2 separate regions of the Triticum aestivum genome follow, and region 2 is linked to region 1. The links are chromatin contacts, called in public Hi-C maps. All regions are on one chromosome and are shown on one strand. The core of a region is the stretch at or near the end of the contact, and the rest is flanking DNA. Distances in the headings are between cores, read along the strand shown. Region 1 holds the start of LOC123043682 (cytochrome b-c1 complex subunit 10, mitochondrial). Region 2 holds the start of LOC123043686 (transcription factor RF2b).

Evidence for each region. A called contact is a pair of places that touch in the nucleus more often than the background predicts.
Region 2: a contact with region 1 is called in a Hi-C map of leaf, with 6 times the contacts expected there. The contact joins the promoter of LOC123043686 here to the promoter of LOC123043682 in region 1. A contact is called at or near these places in 2 of 5 Hi-C or Micro-C datasets (both in leaf).

What each region holds. Positions count from the first base shown.
Region 1 is chr2B:97,149,968-97,157,367 of IWGSC CS RefSeq v2.1, reverse strand. LOC123043682 (cytochrome b-c1 complex subunit 10, mitochondrial) reads right to left here and starts at 1,268. Exons shown (of 2, transcript XM_044466206.1): 1 at 1,012-1,268. The coding sequence starts at 1,140. It overlaps LOC123043681 (probable tRNA (guanine(26)-N(2))-dimethyltransferase 1), which reads right to left. Exons shown (of 14, transcript XR_006419487.1): 6 at 6,341-6,480; 7 at 6,185-6,257; 8 at 6,019-6,107; 9 at 5,826-5,931; 10 at 5,546-5,758; 11 at 4,355-4,448; 12 at 3,984-4,178; 13 at 3,826-3,903; 14 at 2,599-2,813.
Region 2 is chr2B:97,606,778-97,613,918 of IWGSC CS RefSeq v2.1, reverse strand. LOC123043686 (transcription factor RF2b) reads right to left here and starts at 4,592. Exons shown (of 4, transcript XM_044466209.1): 1 at 3,998-4,592; 2 at 2,239-2,371; 3 at 735-819; 4 at 1-528. The coding sequence starts at 4,503. The coding sequence ends at 140.

The DNA of each region.
Region 1 (7,400 bases), core at 19-2,518:
CTAAGTTCATAGCAGTGTAAGCATACATGACAGTATTAAAAAAATTACACATACATGCTCCAAATTTTCATGCATAACAGTCAGAAATAATGGAATACGCCAGAAAACATATTCAACAGAAGTGCCTTTTTAGAGAGGATCTACATTGATCATGTTTGAGACCTTCCAGGAGCTATTAGGCAGAATGCACATCTTAGTTATGTGAAGCTAAAGGCAAAGAAATCAAGCTGCCTCGGCAGAAACTATCAGGAGGAAGTGAAAGTTAATTCATGTCACCAAGATTGAACAATTAAAACTATATACTATTACCTATCAAAATTTTGCAAAACCGGAACTGTACTTTGCATCCAGGTTCTGTTACACTGCATAAGTGTTCTAACCAGTACTCCCACCGTCCGGAATTACTCGTCGCAGAAATGGATGTATGTTAGACATATTTTTAGTTCTAGATACATCCATTTCTGTGACAAGTAATTCAGGGCGGAGGGAGTAGAAGTGTGCCCTGTGCTAAACTTGCTTGTCAAATACTATCATGTTAGCATGATGTAGATAGGGCCATAGCTACTTCAGCATTTGCCTTGAACTATTTATTGCAGCACGTTCCTATCACCAAGGCACCTTGACAAACAGGGGTTCGCCAGAATAAATCTGTTGCCATCACATAATCACTTCGGTCTTCTCCTTCACCGTATACAATCCCAACGGAGCACTATTAAGATCCAAACAACAATTTTGACCACGTAATAAACTTCAGATAATCCCTCCCAGATCACACCATCGCAGCTCAGATCGCCGGGCCCGAAGACCGACCCAGCACGCCGCAGATCTAGGCCAACAACAAGCAGCTACACAGGCATGGCAAGATCGGATCTGGAGAAACCAAACCCTAACACCGATATGACAAACTACCCACGGATCGAGCGGCGGATGCGAGATGAAGCAAGGCTCAAAAGTGGCGGACGGTGGGTGCAATCGAAGGCGTAATCGCTAATTGACGGTTTTAACACGGACCTGGACGAGGTAGATGGCGGCGCTGCCGGCGAAGATGCCCCAGGTGGCGAGGGCGGTGACGTCCGTGGGCTGGATGCGGCGGGAGGAGAGGAAGCGGGAGAGGGTGGAGCTGGACGCCGGGAGAGCCATCGCCGCCGTTGATTCGCGTCTCGTTGCTTTTCTCTCTCTCTCTTCTCGGGGGCAGGTGAGGAAATTGGGCGAGAGGAAGGAGAAGACTTGTTAAAGTGCTTCCTGTGCGTTCTGATGGGCCTATTCAGAGACAAGGGAGGAAGGTGAATGGGCCCAGTCCATCTCATGGGCCTAAAATCGTATCTAGCCTCTTCGGCCATGAGGCCCAAACCATTCCACGCTGTCAAAGATTGGTGGAATGACGTCATTCACATCCATGGACACCCGTGCAAAGCATTGGCATCCCTCTTTTTTACATGGAAAATCTGCAACAAGAGGAAGGCAAGGGTGTTCCAGAATGTGTACGCTCCACCGATGCCTATCCTCGCCAAAATCCGCCGAGAGGCTGCTCATTGGGCCATCGCCGGCGCGAAACATTTCAACGCAATCATGATGACACGAGAGTAGTTCTTTTAAGGCCATTTTGGTGCCCTCGGGCGTGTGTTCTAACTTTTAAAGCTTCTTCTCAATTAATGAAACGCGGAAAAACCTTTTGCCCATGTTTCATTTTTTTTCTTTTTGGCTGAAAGAGGTCTGCAAAGCTATATCTGACGACACAACTTATAGTGAGAGACAACGGGCATGGCAAGAAAATACATTGGTGGGCGTGATAAAAGTTATGCTTTCCCAACAATAAATCTGGTATGAGGTCTTGAGATTTTTTTTTGTGGGCGAAGGTATCGAGATATTCACTCTTTTAACTTGGCAATGCTTGCTAAGCAAGTGTGGCGCTTGTTTGGAATCACCTGATTCCTTGTGTGCTCAAATTCCTCGGGCAAATGGATAGTTGCCGAGCACTAAACCAAAGAAGGGCTCTTCCTTCGCCTAGCAAAGCTTATTTGTAGGAATACAAACTTCATAAAGTTTGATCAAATTTATACTTAAAAATATCAACATCCATAATATTAAATATATACAATATAAAAAATAATTTCATGATGCATTACATTTATTTGATATGATGAATGTTGATATTTTTTCCTGTAATTTTGACTTGAGAGAAAACTTATATGCAGAGTAAAAGGAAACAAAGGGAGCATTTGGAGAGTGGACAATGGTGAGAGCATTAACCTTTTCGTGAATTAACCAACACCGCTCGTATTTTACATTTGCTACTTCCTCCTCTTTGCCACGGTGTTTCCTTGCATCATATACCCTATTTGTGCTCTCACTACTGTGCGGCATAGATGGCTGGCCATTCATTCACTTGACAGGAAAACTCAGCAGGATGAGCTCGAAGGAGACCCAAGAACAATGTCATACTTACAGAGTAGGCATTATTAGTTATTGTGATGGATCATGCCCATTCGACCAACCTCTTCATGGGCCTCTGGTTCAGCGAGGTGGTTAAGGTTCACATTCTAGGATCAGCAGAAACTTGTCGCACAGGGGAGCAGGCATGGGCACGGCTGTAGATTATAGTTTTCAGAACTTTCTATATGTTCAATTTCAGAATAAAAAGAATGTCTGGCTTCAAGTGTGTCGATGGCAAAAAGAAATTACAATTTGTCAATGGGAAGTATCTTCAGTGGTCTACCGGCCTTCATCTTAGGACCCCAGTGTTTTTCAGGATTAGGTAGAAATCTCGGGCTCTTCCGTGCAACTAAACCCCCGGTTGCTTGAGAGAACGATGCCTGGTAGTTGTCAAACCAGTAAAAATAAAGGGACACAAATTAGATATAGGAAAAGTAATCAATGAAATCAACTAGAATACTGAATGGAGCAACAGAGGTTTCAGAAGTATGAGAGGTTGAATTATATAATGGCTTAGTTTGTATAACCTCTGTCCGCAAATAAGCATATCTCCCGAATAATCACTACACGGAAATTCAGGAGATATATGTCGACAAAGGGAAAACACCTACCTCAATATATGAAATGAACAAAGTGGTGGCTAAATTGTGACTGGTGTGCAAAACTGAGCAACAAACGATCCATCTAAACCAAGACAAAAATACAACAGTTTGTATGCTTCCAGTTAACGCAACATCAGGTCAGTATTAGGTCTCTGTGCACAATAATTTGAGGTGTCTCTACGGATGGTTTCGGGGATTTCAGCCAGGTTTCTATAATTTTGACCAAAGTATCCAGAGACATTTAAAACCAGCAAAATAGACAGGGTTCTACCACGAGAGAGCTAGGACCCAGTAAAACTTGATCACTTCTGGTTACTTGTACCAATTGAAATCCCAGCAGAGAGCTTGACTAGTGCTAGTCTGGATCATGTTGCTCAGAAAATCATGAGGCCAACCCGTCAGGAATAACAGAGATACATAAAACCAAACACCAAATGGTACAAGGAATGGCTTGCTTTCATATAAACATAACATTCAGACAACGATTAAAACATTCGGGAAACGGAGCGCCGTTAATGAGAAGAGCCCTTCGCTCAGCTCAAGCTTAACAAGAGTGGAATATTAATACTGTGTCCAAGTCACTCATGGTTAGCTTCACATAGTTCTGTCAGATTAATACAACAAATAAACACAAGCTTCTGATGTCTGATCACAACACCATGAAGTAAAAAACTCAAGCTTATAATAAGCAAAAATTTGCAAGCATATGTAACTCATTTTTGCATAGAAACATTTTACTTCTCATGCATTGTTCATAAAATGATACAAAGCTATGTTTTATGATCTATACCTGCAATTGTGGCTCTTGGGAAAGTATCCTGCTACCTGGAAGGTTCTCAGGTTGAGATTTTACCGGGTGAAGCTTGACCTGCAGGCACAGGAAGCCAATTTATGAAAAACAGTCTGCTGTGTCTGATTAACCAAAAAAATCTGAGATTTCTATCATACCCAACATCGCATGATGTCCCAAATTACAGACATTGGCGCATCTGTTTTCAGAGCTAGCGGATCCGCATGGCTACCTGATATTTCATACCCAGCATTTCTTATAGCCGAATGAAACATAACCATGGTTGGATTAGTGCACTTCAATGTTGCACATATACTGTGAAGACTGACGAATAAAGGTGCATTGGGCAATTCCTGCACCAGAAAATCCCTTGTGATTTATGGATCCAATATAAACAGCAGAATGTTAACATCTCACTGTATGTTTGATTCAGAGATTCTTTATTTAATACTATTTCAAATCAGGCCATTTATTTTAGCACAACATCTTGTCTAAGAACTAGAGGTTATGGCTCCCAAGAAGAGCTGACCTGCTTGGTGGAAATGGTATTCCAAATTGCCATAAATAAAGTTAGTGTGCCATGAAGGATGCCAGCTGCTGAGAGTGAAGGTTGATGTTCTTTCCTACCAGATACATATCATGTAGACAGATTGTTGTCAGGAATGGCATTGTTCTGGTGCAAGTTGCAGATTCTGACATTCCCGAGAAGAAGTTGCAGATTCTGAGCACAGTGTAACATCCCAGATGTCTCCCCTACCTGGCGATGCTAACACACTATCTGATTACCACCAACTCTAGGAAATACTCAAATTTTGGCAAAGCTTCCTGTGTTTATAGGGACATCCACGGCAGACAATTTAGAATTATAACAGATAACATCCATATGACTCGGTGGTAATCAGATAGTGTGGTAGCTTTCACCAGGTAGGGCAGATATCTGGGATGTTACACACAACACAGGGCATCCAATGGGTTTCCAGAATGCATTGCAAGCAGGCCATTTACATAAAGATTTGTCGCTACCTTTTGGTCTGGGAATGTTTAACACCTTCCTAGAATCAGATGCAAGCAAGTCTATATCACTTCAATTGGAGGAGTGTGTAAACCAAGGGTTAAAAGTTATACTCGAAAAAGCAAGGATAATGCTGGACACTGCCATTAACTGTTTCCATATAAGTTTCTATTGCAGAGTGTGTAACCATGTAGCACGCATAGACCTCCTCCAGTTAACGCATCGGTGCACTGGAACGAATACTGATACTCAACCAGTGGGCAGCCATTCTGCTGGACTTTTAGTCTAATGGAAAGTTCATTTTCGCTATCAACAAAATCAAGAATTTATTGAGTATTATTGTTCTTTTTTCTTTTTGCTAGTGACTTCGCCTTATAGAGATATGAGGTATTTTAGTACACAAAACCCGAGCCTGACACTAAAAATAACCATACAAAGTGATTTAAGGGCAAATATATTTGCATGCTCATTTGCCTATGCTGCCAACGTGACACTTGTACATATATCATTCAAGTAATGAATCAGAATATATGCACATCCGCGAATAGCTTCTATCCTATCAGCTTCTTTCTAAAACAATTATGTATTAAAATCATTAAAATTCACTAATCTGTACACTTTTCGTCCTGTTCATGTTTCATTTTCTCTACCGTATAATCAGCAGTCAACATAGGCATAACCAAAAGAGAAGACAAACCAAAATAGTACCTCTGATACTGACGTTAGTATAGCTGAAATTTTTGCATAAGCTTGATATAAACCACTAGTTGCTCGGATATTTGATAAAATGGAAGCAGCCCAATCCCTGTCATGTATTGGATCACTCCATATAGGCCCCCCCATAACAAATTTACCGCCACACTCCGAACACTCTTGAGGCACAATAGGGCAAAAATTTGGTAGAGGAATATTCCTCTTATCCTGGATCAGAGGATCATATCCATAAGCATGCCATGCAAAACAATGAAACAAGAAAAGAGGAGTCTACCTTTGAGTTTATTCTTCCAACATTTTGTAAGTGAAATGAATTGCAACCAACACATTGATATACATGTGAAAATTTGAGAGGTGAGCTTTTCACCGTGCTAGCCGACCTGCACAGTGAAAGAGGCACATTGGTAAGATCAATTTGTGGGAAACCATATTACAAACACCAAGGAGAGGCAGAGGCAGGAGACAACGTGAAGATTCGCACAAAAACCCTAATGTAGAAATCCATGTGCACTGATATGACAGGAACTATATAGCGCTTGTGGCGGATCGCATGTGACTGCAAGCAAAACAAGGAAAATGAATTGATGGATCGTCATAATGACTATGTGAATAGAAGAGACTCTCAGGTCTGACCTCGATGCAGGCAAGAAGAATCCTCAAGGCCATCTCATGGCGGTATTTGCCTCTTACTGGATAAGAACCATATCTGCAGGTATAGATAACTGATATGGTAAGAATTAAATGATGTAGTCATGCAGTTGATGATTGATAATTGAATATTAAACTGACTTGGAAAAGCAAACTTCTGCATTGCCCCCAGCAAGGACTGCCATGTCTGTAGCCGAGCACATCAAGATACCACCATCTGCAACACATTGAACTGCTGAATCAAGGAATGCAGCTGGTGATCCATAAGGATCAAGATCAACCTGATTCAGCAAGTATATAGGACATCAATACAGCATGATACGGATACATATTATCCTCGAACGCGAGGAAAAGTGACCATGTGTAGATGGCAACAAAAGAAGAGGATATGATATGATATTAACAATTTACTGCAAAGAAGTAGTTCCGTTGGTCAATGTGTCACCCTGGCATGTGTGCAATCAAAATTCACTAACTTTGACAACATACAGAAATATCTATATTGGTTACATGGAAAGGTGACAAATAGACCAGTCATCATTTACCGAAAGTACATTCATAACACTGTCCTTTCAGACTTCTTTGGTAGTGTCATGAAGCTAATGCACGGCGAAGATGGCCAGGACAGCCTAGCGTGAAAAGATGAGATACTAGAACAGTTTTGCTAGAACTCATCTAGATGAGATATAATTTGGTCTCATTCACCTTTTATAGCCATTGGATGTGATGCTATAAGATGCGTGTGTGCTGACGTGGGTTGTATTTGTTCTTGTTTTCAAAGTGAATGAGACCAAATTATATCTCATCTAGATGAGTTCTAGGTACTCCCATACTAGAATGGGGATAAGAATAACATCTATATAAAGGGATGTCTGAACCAATTACCGACTAAGCTCACTGGGATACATACTATACTTCTACTAACTAACACAATCTCTAATATACTTCCCAATTGATTGCAGATTTAACGTCCTGATTTTTGCTGGACACCGGACTCTCGCGAAATGCTGCTACTGGTGTTGGTTTCTGACTCCCAAATAACCTGACCATCTTGCTGCTGGAGTGCTGGACACACTGGTCGTTCTTGCTGCACATGCAGTTACTGCTGCCACTATGATACTCTTACTGCCGGGCCCATTGTCCGCAGCATTATTGCAAAATATAATAGTTAAACTTTATGTGTATGGATACCATACATACC
Region 2 (7,141 bases), core at 3,343-5,842, 450 kb before region 1:
ACAATCAAACAACGCCAGATAAATAGAAAGAATTGGATAAAAATTATGCCTAGCGGGGTGAGGAAAGCAGTTTGAGGATGTAAGACTATGAACATATAAATCTAAATGATACGAGTGTTGTTTGCAGGTGGGTCCATAATTAGAAGGTGCTATTACTTTCACCTGCAGATATGGAGCTACCCTCTGACTTCGCAGCAGCCTCTGCCTCCAACTTCACAGCCACTGATCCTTTGCCAATGTCCAGCCCCTGGAACCGCCCAAGCGAGTCTTGCTGCATCATATCTGGGAACGTGTTTGGATGGGACAGCATCTGGTGGCTTGGGACATTGGGATGAGGTGGCTGGAATTGGGATGGCAGCTGATGAACACTTGAATGGTGCTGAGGTGTGTGTTGCTCGGAAAGCTGGAAGAAAGATGGGTTGTATGGGACATGATGCATTCCCGTATTATATGCTTCATCAGGCTTTGTCATCTCACCTGTAGCAATCTTAAGCCTCTCCAGTTCCTGCTTGAGTGTATTATTCAGAGCTGCAAAAATATGTTATTTCTGTTCAGATTCTTTTTCCGAATATTATCTCTATTAGAGAACACAAGTTATATACTTGGATACAAAGTTATTTATTCTATGTCAATCTACAGAGCAACAATGAGGCACCTTCCTGTACAAAATTGTCCGAAACAATGAAAATCAAGAGTTGACATGATTATACTAGTTAAGGTAATAAAAATCTCACCATCACGCAGTTGAGCTTGCTGTTCCATGGCCTGCAACCTAATCTTGAGCTCTGTATTTTCTGCGGAAAGGCCTGTTGTATCTCTCTGCCACCAAGATATTATTCCTTTATAAGGATATCCAGCAAATTTATGCAAACAACATTTTCTATACAAAAGAACATGCTAAAATGTAAAACCCACAGCCCCGGTCAGAACTTGATACATACAACATAAACATCGCGGACACCAGAACCGAACAGTTCTGGATTTCTGGTAAACAGAGTTACAGCATTTTATTGCCTCATGGTGCAGGACATCACCCTTCAGACCTCATATTGTTAATATAACCACATACAAAAATCACTTCAGGTGGTTTGGCACTAACACTTCATATGCTTTATTTGTCAACAAAAAACCAGAGAACTTATATGTGCTATAGCTTCGATAGCATGTGCATCAGTTCAAGTAAAATATCATGGCAACTGGTGATTCACTAAGTCTAGAGCAGATGCAGTTTGGTTGACACCGACTTCCATGTGTTGGATGCAGCTGGCTTCTCAGTACAGTTTAGAAGGCAGAATTACTATGCATGGTGTCATGATTTAGGGATTAATGTGTTTTCTTTTGTGCACTGAGAACCAGGCCCGACAATGAGGGTGTGTGACCTGCGCGATCGCACAGGGCCCCAAAATCGTAGGGCCCCAACCAGAGGAAAAGACAATGAAAAAGACGTCCAGTTCCTGTGCTGGCTGGCTGGCTTTTTTTTTTTTTGCCTGGGTCGTCCGCTTATATACCTGAGGAAACTGTAGAAGGACGCGCCAGATGCGGACACATGTTATGGTGAGGCACCGACATGTACGATACCCAGCCAGCAGGCCCCCAGTCGGCTCAGTATGGTGCCCCACTCCTCCTTCGGGCCTGTTGGTAAAAGACCAAATAGGAAAATAAGGCGGCACTGCTGGGCCTACTCGCAACAGCCCACTGGTCGAACGTGCGTTCCTCCACAACTTCACAAGCGAGAATAGTGAGTCGCCGCCTTGCCTGCTTCAGTGAGACGGCAATAGATTGCAGTCGCCCACCGCGAGTCCGCCATGTCTCCGGCCGTGATCCGCCGGATTCGCAACTACAGCAGCCATACAGTCACCCCAGGACCAGGATACATTCCAAGGGAAGCCATAAGCCCTTTCTTTTTTATATAATCTTTCTGTTCCTGGTTCTTTTCAATGCAATCCCCAGTAGTACTACTCAGTTAGGTATGTAGTTGACTATAGGATTAATGCAGCACACTACCTGTAATATAATTTCTAATCCTAAATATTATACGAAATAGAGCATAATTAAGTTACATAATGAAATGAGGGTACACTTAGTTGCATTAGTTTAATTATACAAAAGAAATTAGGAACCATTGCATGTCGCACCGAGGCCCCAAATTTTTGTAGACGGCCCTGCTGAGAACGCATTAACGAACATAGTAATGATAATACTGCAATCCATAAGGCAAACAGATGGATGAAAGTTTACCTGAAATAGCATCAATTGTGCCGAAAGAGTAGTAGCCTCGGTCTGAAGAGTATGAACCTTCCGCTCTAATTCTGTTATATATCGAGCCTTTCTTTCCTTTGACCGAGCTGCAGACTGTCTGTTCGCTAGAATTCTGAAACAAAAAAAGCACATGAATAAAATTGGCCATCATTCAATGCAGCCAGATAACGCAGTATGCTGGATAAAAACTTTCACATGGGCAGACTGATTGTAAATACAGCATAGCCTTAAAAGAAAAACATATTCTCTTTTCGATATGGAAGATATCCTATGTGAAGTTCTGATACATCAGCTTTCCACAGCTGGGACAAATTTGATTGGCTAAGCAAAAAAAGTACTCCCTCCGTCCTATAATATAAGACGCTTTTGCAAGCTAAAACAACTTGCAAAAACATCTTATATTATGGGACGGAGGGAGTAGTTCATAACCAGTATTATCTATTGCAATCAAGATCGCCTGATACTAGAAAGCTGTGTCAATGAAACCTACACGAGAAATATAGGTATTTATATAACTTGATTGCAGTACAAACATTTGCTCGAAAAAAATTACATGCAATGCTGTTTAATGTACACGAAACAGGGATATGTTTAAATTGCAGCTAGTTATTCCAAAATAAAGAACAAATTAAAAAGTCGATCACAGTAAGTCAGTAACTTCATTGAACATCTTGCAGATCATTAGCGGGTGAAATAAAAAAAGGCCTTGAAAATGGGGCGACACCATAAAAGAGTGCAGACCTAAGCAACATGCAACAAACCGCCATCTCCGGACTCTTTCACTCCACGTGCTTTGTGTATTTAAGAGCTTATTAAATAACTACATGGCGCTAAAAAGACTTTTGGGCTAAGATAATAACATACGAAATAAAACACATCAAATAATTATATAACACTATTACATCAAATATCACCCTATATTACAGAAACTTGTTTTAAAAACAAAATATTTACACGGCGACGTGGAAACAATGTAACCAACTGCTACAGGGAAAACCCTATATCACAAATACACATGACTAGGTATTGCATAGATAGATCACTGTAAAAAGATCAAGAGAGAAAACTAACTGATGTATAATATAAGTGAGAGTAGGAAATGGTTAATCCAAAACACAAGAACTATAAATTCAAAGATATGCCACACAAGCTTTATTGAATAAGTTGGAGACCCATAGAAAATGATAACAAAGAAGCCATAGCCAATGGAGAGAAAATACCATAAGAAGGCGACATGCGGCATTCGTTGCCATCTCCCGCCCCTTTCATCCCATGCCCTTCGCTTATTTAGGAATTAAATGCCCGAGCCGCTTTTCGAACAATGACAGCAACTTAAAGAACAATAAAATTAGCATTTGAACCACTTCTATGGGTGCTTGTCCTGTGATACCTAATTAAGCGAGAAACGTCAGAAGGAAGCCCTGTGATGCCTAATTAAGCTGGCCAGCAAATCCTGTCCTAGGATCTGCCTGTCACTATCCGGATTCAAGACCACTAACACCAAAAATGTGCCGTGATTTGATTGCGTAATAGTCTACTAGGACGTGCCCTTTTTCTGGCACATATCTTTGCTTGCAGAATCACTCCGAGTCACGCCTACCTAGACCACAATTCTTGCTAGTCCTTCCCGGCGCTCCGTCAATTGTTTATCAAAAGTAAGAGCTACTTGTAACCCTAGCATCCTACCGACCAACCACCAACTAAAAATCCAAGGGAGCCTCAGGATGCGACGGGTCACCTCTTGGCACGCTTAGGGTCGACGGAGGCGAGCTCAGACAGCTGCTCGGAGGACATGGCCTTCTTAGCCTCCAGCACGTCGGCGAACACCCCTCCGACCCCGCCGCCGCCATCCTGCCTCCCGGGCCCGCCGCAGCCCATGGCGAACCCGTCGAAGGACGCGCTGTGGCGGTGCTTGGTGGGGCGCGGCGGCGAGGAGGACGTCTCCGCGGCGCGGTCGCGGCCGGAGCCGGCGATCTTGTCCATGTCCATGAACGTGGAGAAGAGGTCGTCCTCGGAGCCGATCTCGTCGAAGCCCCCGCCGTCGGCGTCCGGGAAGCGGAAGGGCATCTCAGATCTGGCGCGGCGGTGGTGGGACCGCGGCGGCGCCGCCGCCGCGGGGGGCTGGCCCGGCTGGGGGCCGCCGGGAATGGGCGGGAGCGGGCAGGGGCTGGGGTTGGGGTTGAGGCTGGGGCTGCGCCCCGGCGAGGGCTTGGGCGGCTCGCCGGGCTTCGGCGGCATCGCCATTGCGGTGGCTGGCAGCGCAGGCGCGCGTGTTCCTGTCTGCGGACACTCTGCCCCGCGTGTGGGTCGGCGGAAGCGTAGCCTACACTCGGTGCACCGCTATGAAAAGTCGTCACACACTGACGCTCATAGTGGGTGCAAAGGCACGATGCCAACGGTGGCACAAAGTCAAACAAGTGACAAACCAAATTATCCGATGCAATATGTCACGTCTGATTTGGAGACCGAATTTGAATTATTTTTTTAAACACGGTGACACAGACGCTCATACATACGCACATACGCTCATTTCTATGAACACATATCGCCGGAAGGCCTGGAATAAATCCAGGAAAATACGAGCACCAATGTAGGTTTGAAACTTGAACTCTGGTGCGCACGAGATATCACTGTCCTTCTAACCATCCAACCACAGGTTTGTTCGCGAGACACCGAATTTGGTTTAAAGAATGAGAGGTGATTAGAATTCAAAGATTGTTGTGATAACAATTTGTTCTTAAGCAGTGAGAAATAATATTAACTAGTTGATGAAAATTATGTTTGCAACCTAGTCGAGGTGGTCAAGTTCAACATCAAAATTGCAACAAAAGAGAAGTGAAGACTTTTTTTTCCGAGCCCCCGTGTTTTCCTCCCAGGGCGGCTTAGGAGGCGGCGCATCCTAGCCCGCGCGCTAGGCCTCCCTCCCCTGTTTTCCATTCCCTCTGAGTTGTCACATGGCCTTCGCTAGGCAAAGCCTGCATGGATCCGACGTGGAGGGGGGGCTATGGCATCCTGGGGCGGCTCATCCACGAGCAGGGGGTCGTGTGACGGCAGCGTGTGTCGCTAGGGCCCATTTGACCAAAGATGACACAGCTCGAAATCAATGCATATAATGCAAAAATACTGATAACTTGGCGGCCAAGAGCATCCTAAGATACTCCCTCCGTCCGAAAATACTTGTCATCAAAATGGATAAAAGGGGATGTATCTAGAAGGGATGTATCTAGAACTTCTAGATACATCCCCTTTTATCCATTTTGATGACAAGTATTTTCGGGCAGAGGGAGTACCTCGGATATAGTGAGGGGTCGAATTCGAAGTAGGACCTCCTTTTTAATTTCTGTTAATACCAAAAAAGGATTGTAATGTCTTAGTAGCTATGCTCGGACCGAAAGAAAGAGGGAAAAAAGAGAGGCCCAAATCCCCCACCCCCACCCCCCAAAAATTTGTATGCATAATGATGATCGAACCATATAATCCGAATGAAAGAGATTCAGCCACAAGAAACATAACAAATGAGCAATGAGAAGGTGGGGTCGAGGTCCAGACAACAAAGCCGACGTTTATCACCGTTCTTTTTATGCCTCTTTATGTATGCCCCTCCCTATTATTCCGTCTAAGCCAGAAGAGGGTTTCATCTTTATCCGTTCGATTGAGCCGTTTTTGCTCGAAAGCACGTGGTCGGAAAACGTCTCGAAAGGAAGTTCTTCGGTGAAGATGTATCCCAAGGGAGCTAGAGGTTGCTTGCCCAGCCCCCGGTTGAACCGGGTTATTTTCTAAGGCAATGTATTTATGAATGAGTCATCGGTTGATCTGAACCACTCCCATTCTCTAGTCTTGCACGTGCTCTGTGATCCCCGATGGTATTTTCAACACGAAGTTGTGCATCCGAGGAACATAGTCCTCGGTCATGCTATGGGGACAACGGAGCGCATACCCCTATTGAGGGGCGCCGCTGGTGTGCGCCTGGGTGTTCTCCGAGTTGACAAGGCACGTTGCGCTCCTAGGGTTGCCTGACATGGCCCTGTTACCTGTCGCGTCTTTGATTACTTGTTCCTCAGCTTCCTGTACCTCGGTCACTAAGGTCGTGGATTGTTGTTCCTTTAAAGGTGAAAATGACTTGTTTCCATGTAATGTGATTATACCATTACGTCCATCCATCTGAAGTTTAGATTACCATATTGCGGGGGGGGGGGGGGGGCGTGGAAACAACCAAAAGCAGGCTAGGAGTGTTTGGTGATGGTTGTGAAAGGGCGCTATCTTGAAAGTTTTTAGGAATGCCAAATACAACCTCGAGTGTGATGTTTCCGATGCTTTGGGTCCAAACCCTTAGCCTGAAGCCTTTTATCACCATTTCACTTGGTATTATCCTTGCAGGGTTGATATGCATTTCTCTAATGTTGTCTGCATAGAGCAAGTTAAAACTGCTTCCGCGGTCCATCAACACACGGTTTAAGTGGAAAACCATCCACGATGGCATCAAGTATTAATGTGGCCTGCTCCACGTAACAGGGTTGTTCCGGGCATATTATAGTTCGTGTGTGATCGGAAAATCCGACCTTCTGCTTTGATGAGGCAGATTGGATACGCGGCTGCGGGTGACCCGCACTTGCCCCCTTTGAGTGTGAGTAGGATATAGCATGTTGACATCCTTCACCTCGGAAGGAAACCTTTTTGGCCGATGATGCTTGCTCTGGAGTGACCTCTATTGTTATTATGGCCTCGGTCTCCATTCTGATGCTCGACAACTATCGTGCCGGCCTGCTTGATCACCTAGCAATTTCTATTAGAATGAGTAGTCGACTTGTCAAGGGTACTATGGATGGCGCATGGCCTATCCAATATCCGATCCAACGTGGAGGGACCCTCTCTGTCCATTTGA